2 separate regions of the Dromaius novaehollandiae genome follow, and region 1 is linked to region 2. Evidence: chromatin contacts called from public Hi-C data. All regions are on one chromosome and are shown on one strand. Each heading gives the region's core, a stretch centred on a gene start, on an enhancer-like site or on the middle of the called end of the contact. The rest is flanking DNA. Distances are from core to core; before and after follow the strand shown.

Region 1 (3,102 bases), core at 593-3,092, 88 kb before region 2:
GGTTTCATTCCCCCAATTCATTTATTGCTGCTATCTTATCTCTTCCTAGGCTGGAAAAAGCAGGAGCTTCTGCAATAAAAACAAAATTATATTTGGCAGTATTCTATGTACAGTCTCACCTCCTACACGATCTTTAATTGCATAATATGTACTTAACCTAGCACCACAATAGTAATGCAACAGAGGGGAGAAGCATGGGGGCAGATGCAGATGGTAGGCTAGGAGAAGAGTGAGGGGGCTGTGGAAGAAAATTGTATCGCATGGGACACTATACAAAATCCTATTAATTTTAAAGCGCATAAAGAGGTGCGCCTACAGCCATTTTTCTTGTGTGATCTCAGGCAGCTCTGCATCATTACAGGCTTGAATTGGATAATAACCCCAGAGCCCTGGGCGCACAACACTGGGGTGTTCACTGTGAAAAATGAGAGCAAAGAGGCTTCATGACCAGACTCCTACGGTCACTCTTTGCTGTTCTGTCTTAACAGCCTTTTTGCAAGTGCAAAGAGCCAAACGTAGAACAAAAATTCTGATTTACTGCAAATCCAAACTCCATGTATGCCTCTCTATTATGAAGGGCCTAGTTAGAAAAGCTTGTTGTTAACAACAAGTTCTTCTGCTATTGATTTTGCTGATCTGGACTAATTCAGACACTAACAGAACTGAAAGTCTGAATGTTCCACAAGACGAAATTTGTAGAAAATGCCTTACAATGTTCTAGCTGATTCCTTTAACATCTGTTCTCTAGCCTAATGTGTATAAAACATCACATATTGCAGAAAAATACATTATAAGAACATGCAGGTTGTAAAGACAAGCACTTAAAACCTAAGAAATTCCTAATTAAGACTGTAATCTTCATTCAACCCCCTCATGTGTATGCATCATAAGATAGCCTTTAATTAATGATCACATACTATATATTCATGAGACCTCTGCCTCATTCAATGAATAGGCCCAGACAGCATGCATTTAAGAAACAGAGATCTGAGCACTCCCTTCTCCTTGATGCTCAAGGGGTGGCAGAAGGACTTTTATTCTCTATGATAAACCTGCTTTTTGAAGATGGAATTATTAATTTCCTCATAGGCTTTTCTGTAGTTCTTGCTGTTATTGTATATGTATCTGTAGTAAATACTAATCTATTTATTTTCAATAACAGCTTTGTAAAATGGAAGACACGTAATCTTCACTTTACAAAGGCTAAATGTATCCCCTAATTTTGGCTGCACCAATCAGAAACACTTTGAATCTTATTTTTCGGAGCATATACATTACATGTAGTGTTTATACTCAAAAGTGACATTTCCGTTGACTTCATTTGCTATAATGAGCGCTCGACATTTCTACAAGTAGACTGTGAATCAGAAGTCAGGCAGTCAGGGAAAGGAAGGAACACATAGCTGCTGGTAGTCCTTGAAACGCTGAGTTTATCTGATCTGAGCAGCATCACACAGGACCTCTGAGATGAATAAAATCAGAACCCAGATCTCCAGGACGGCGCTCAATTTCCAGATCACCAGCTCTCTCCTTTTGCCCCAATCCCTCATCTTAGCACAAACACTACTACTTGTAACACAGCTCAAGCGAGAATCCTGCTCTGCCCTGATTATTAAACTCTGACTCATCTGTAAATCAGGTGCAGCCTGTGCTCTGAATAAGTCAAAGATGTTATGGAAAAATAACACACAATTCCACCATCAGAAATCTGTGTCTTAGAATATATGCATCTTAATTCTGGCATTTCTTAGTCTTTAAGTATTTTTCCTTAGCCTTGCTCTTGGCAATAACTGAGTGCTTAGTAACACTATCGAAACTGAAAATACAAAGTGTCAGGTTACCATAATACCAGCCCATTAGCAGTGCACATGCCAGATACTGTACACTAGCCGGATTAGCATTTGTGCACGTGCATAGAAACACATACACACAAGCACTGTTAAAATATAGACTGCACTTTTGATGAGACAGTTAAAAGAAATTTGAAAGGAAGAAAGAATCTGTACAGCATGAGGTTATATTTTTTAACAGCTGCATAGGGCTTTAACCTTATGTATGCAGACAGTTGGTTCAAATTAGGTGCAAATTCTTGGATTCCCCTGAAAATGTTATTCATTGTGATATATGTACAAAGAGTACATATATTGATGAAGATAACTTCCCCTAATTAACAATTAATTACCTCAGAAAAAAAGAGATCTTCCTGATCCAAATGCGTGGAAAATTTAATGTTCCCATCATTAGAGATGGGACCTACATCCTATGCAAGTCACATGGACTTTGTAGTTTAGGCCTCTGCTTATTCATATGTTTGGCAGAAAACAGATCTCTTGAAGTTCCTCTCTGCCTCTCAGTATTTCTGAACTCTCATACAAAATCACCTTCCAGTGATCACCGTAGGTAACGTCAATTCCTTGCGATCCTTCTGAGAAAGCTCCTGGATTAAGGAACCATCTATCAATATCCTCTTATGCCTTTTGGCACCCATTCTCATCTTCTTCAACACCTTACCCTTGCTACACGGCAGTATTTCCCCACACCCCTTCTTCTAGCCCATTCCACCCAGGCGTCCCCACCTCACCCCGGCTTTGAGGAATCCACCTCCAGGTGGCACTTCACATCTCGTAGGAAGTGTACAGCTGGCTAGCAAGGCTGCTCAGGCTCCCCCTTCCTGAATCCAAACACCTTCCACCTTGCGGTCGCAGGCAGCAGCAGGCCACGGCGTGCCGTGTAGCACAACACACAGCATTTCCAGCCAAGGCACCCGGGGGCCTGCAGAAAGGCTGTCACAGCTGCTACGCTGCACAAACGTGTCAACAAAAGGCAAGAGGGTGTGGGCCAAGACGCCGTGCACTTACTGCTGTCCATCTTGGCATACAGGCCAGTACAGACGCCCGGCAGCCTGGGCTCCAGCTGCTTTGCCCGTGCCCAGCTCTGCTCGGGCAGCATCAGAAACCCAAGTCAGCGCCGACTGTGACTGCAGCAAAGGCACCATTTCCACAACAACCGAGCAGCCCGCTCCCCTGGCAGCATGTAGTTCTGCATGCAAAACCCCGAAGTTGGGCAAAATGACTCCTGGTGAACGCTGCTGGCTTCCCATAG
Region 2 (2,950 bases), core at 443-2,942:
ACTCTGACAGAAACTAAGATTTTTCTTTGGGATTTCCTTGTCATTTTACATTTTGTGACAATCTTGGCCTAACCTAATTTGCAATTCTTAAGTGTTAAGAAGAGCATTTCAAAATAAAATTCACCAGGAAACGTGCCATGACAAGATACTTAAAGGACTGTTGTCTAGTGAACTATAAATGAAAACAAAGCTACAAAAGTTGCAACTTAGGAAATGCCAAAGGTAAGTTTTCCAAGCAGGAAAGCAACAAAAGCCAAAGAGCAACTCCTTTTTATGACATTACAGTCATATTTTGATAACTAATACACAAACCCAAACATTTCCTAATAAGAAGAAAGTTGAAGTCCATTCTCAACAGATGAATGTTCAGAGGGATGTAATCATACAGTCTTTGAGATGCAAGTATTACTAGTTACTGTTTTATACTAAATACTTTTTATATAGTACTACGTATTTATCCTCTTCTCAGTAAATAATCTTTCCTTATGTAAAAATAAATAGGAAAAAGAGAGGAAAAATCCATACAAAAGAAAAAAATATACATATGCAGCAAGGATGATGTTCTTCCATTGATGAGCTGTTCACCATCCTAAGTACGACCTTCATTCTTTCCTAGGGAACAGACACTGAATCAGAGAAAGCTAACTGGCACCATTATCTGTCCTCTCAACTCAGAGACAGAAACTGAACTACCCTTTTGCTCTTTGAGATGCCACCACTTGATTAAGAATAGCTGGACACTGGTGGGGCTGTCTGAAAAGCAGCTTGAATTATGGGTGCTCAGGATGCCTGTTTATGAATAACTGCATATATAGGTGCACACACACACTCTAAACACACAGAGTTGACGTATCTGTCTCAGGACCGATACTATAGTATTTGTTGTTCTTAAACTAATTCTTAAACCTCAGAATCCCACCTGTACTACAAAAATAGGCATGTGCTCCTCATTTTTAGATAAAGCACAGTATTATGCAAGGAATTTCACTTTCAGAAAAAGAAATATTTTGTGGTTCTATCTGAATTTTAAAGAGATTTGGCCTTCAGAGTGAAATACACCCAACAAGCCCCGTCTATCAAAGGATACTTTGACTAGCAAAGCTTCACTGAATTATACACAGCTATAAGCATGACTTTAAACTGTGCCTGAATGCATCTGGTTGATAATTTAGTCTCAGGAAAATAAGTGTTCTGAAGCTGTGCAAAAGTAACCCACAGGAAATAACTCTGAATGAGGACCACATGTCCAAAGTGTGCACTGAAGATTCAGAGGGATTCTGAGCTTCCCCATTTTTGAGTTCTCTGCAAACAGAAGGACAAATCTGAGCCCATTAAGTGAGCTACTGCTGGAAACTGAGAACTATAAATCCACGACTGGTGGGCCTCTCCACCTGAGCACCACTGAACAGAGTGACCATGTGGCTTCTGCTGTGGCTAGCCAGCCCACAAACAGTGCCCTGTGCTGTTTTCCTGGATCTGCACCAAACAGAGGGCAAAGAGATTACAAGAGCTGGGTTTAGAGAAACTCTAAAATCCTATGTGTGAATAAGAATTTAGCTTCCAGATGCATCATCAGGATTCAGCCAGCTTCTCCTATTCTCCTCCCTCCCACTAGCAGCTGGTTCCACATCACATTCCTCCCCTGCCTTCTACACAGCATTGTTCTTCCTCCCCACCTCATTAGCACGTTTCTGTAACCACTGTGACTCACAGCCACCACTTCCTTCCTCCTCAGCACCAGAACATGTGAGGGAAGCTTCAGCCACACTGGGGAAAACTGGCAGCACTAGAAACTGCAGCACAGTTTTCTTCCCATGGAGAGGAAAGAGAAGCCTTCCAGTGGCCAATGTCACTCCCCAGCACCCATCCGTTCGCCTATGAATCCTGACCAAAGAACTTAACATAACCCCTCTCTAGGGCTGGTACTATCATGTATGTATGTATGTATGTATGTATGTATGTATGTGTATATTTTGAGATAACCACATTATTCCTAAATTCAAAGATTGACCTGTGTCAGTACTTCAGCTTTTTGCCAGCTGGTCTAACCTGCTGCTCTACACATGGAATTGCCACAAACTTGACTCGCGAGCTCCGCACAGAATCATGTTCCTCCTGTGGCTGAAAAGACTATTACCAAAGTTTGCTAATCACCATTTTTGGTTCTTATGTTAATGATGACAAAGAATTTCTGCTCAGCTCGGCAGTTTAAATACTTTATGCAATACTAGATTAAAAGTTGAAATAAGATGAAAATGCTAATACTTTTTCTTTTTGGCATATGCTAAAAAGCAATCCTAATTCACCACGGCTGATGGAATGGGACTCTTCCCCCTCTAGAATACCAGCATCTGATGACTGGCAAAATGCCACAGGCAAGGTAAGCAGACACGTAAAATCATGTCACAGAAAAGGCTATAAAGGCACAGAGAAAGGAAGATTGCTTACAAAACTGCAGCACCCAGGTAGCCTTATGTCATTAAAAACAACCTATTTATATGACAAAGATCTAATGAACTTCCAGTTAAAGGCTCAGCTGGACCTAACTGGGCATTAGCCCAGATTTAGGATACATAGTTTTCCCCATATTACGATAGAATAGAAACAAAGAAATAAAGAGAAACAAATTACTATTTAACAATTATCATTTAGATTAGCAGATCTTTTCCCATAAAGAATGAGCCTTTAAAGTGAAAAATTCAAAACACAGCATGCTGGAGGTCGTACAGACACAAAGATTTCATGCTTCCTTTCTCATTGGCACTGATTCACATTTTAGGGATGCCACAGTCACTAACCTGTATGTGAACAAGGGGAAGATAACTTTTCACTGTTTTGGCTAAATATTAAGTAAAAAAAATAAAAAATAAAATAAAATAAAAGAGTCAGGTAAATTAAAATAGCTAATAACCTCTCATATTAAAGCCTTGAGGGGAAAGAAGAACTACAG

Evidence for each region. A called contact is a pair of places that touch in the nucleus more often than the background predicts.
Region 1: a contact with region 2 is called in a Hi-C map of liver, with 9 times the contacts expected there. The contact joins two enhancer-like sites. A contact is called at or near these places in 2 of 4 Hi-C or Micro-C datasets (brain and liver).

Annotation. Positions count from the first base shown.
Region 1 is chr4:23,379,686-23,382,787 of bDroNov1.hap1, reverse strand. No RefSeq gene overlaps it. Among named protein-coding and RNA genes, the nearest start is that of ANK2, 17 kb to the left of the region's middle. Within about 2 kb of position 1,842, at least 1 of the 2 cell types and tissues checked has open chromatin away from gene starts, as enhancers often do.
Region 2 is chr4:23,292,168-23,295,117 of bDroNov1.hap1, reverse strand. No RefSeq gene overlaps it. Among named protein-coding and RNA genes, the nearest start is that of ANK2, 100 kb to the left of the region's middle. Within about 2 kb of position 1,692, at least 1 of the 2 cell types and tissues checked has open chromatin away from gene starts, as enhancers often do.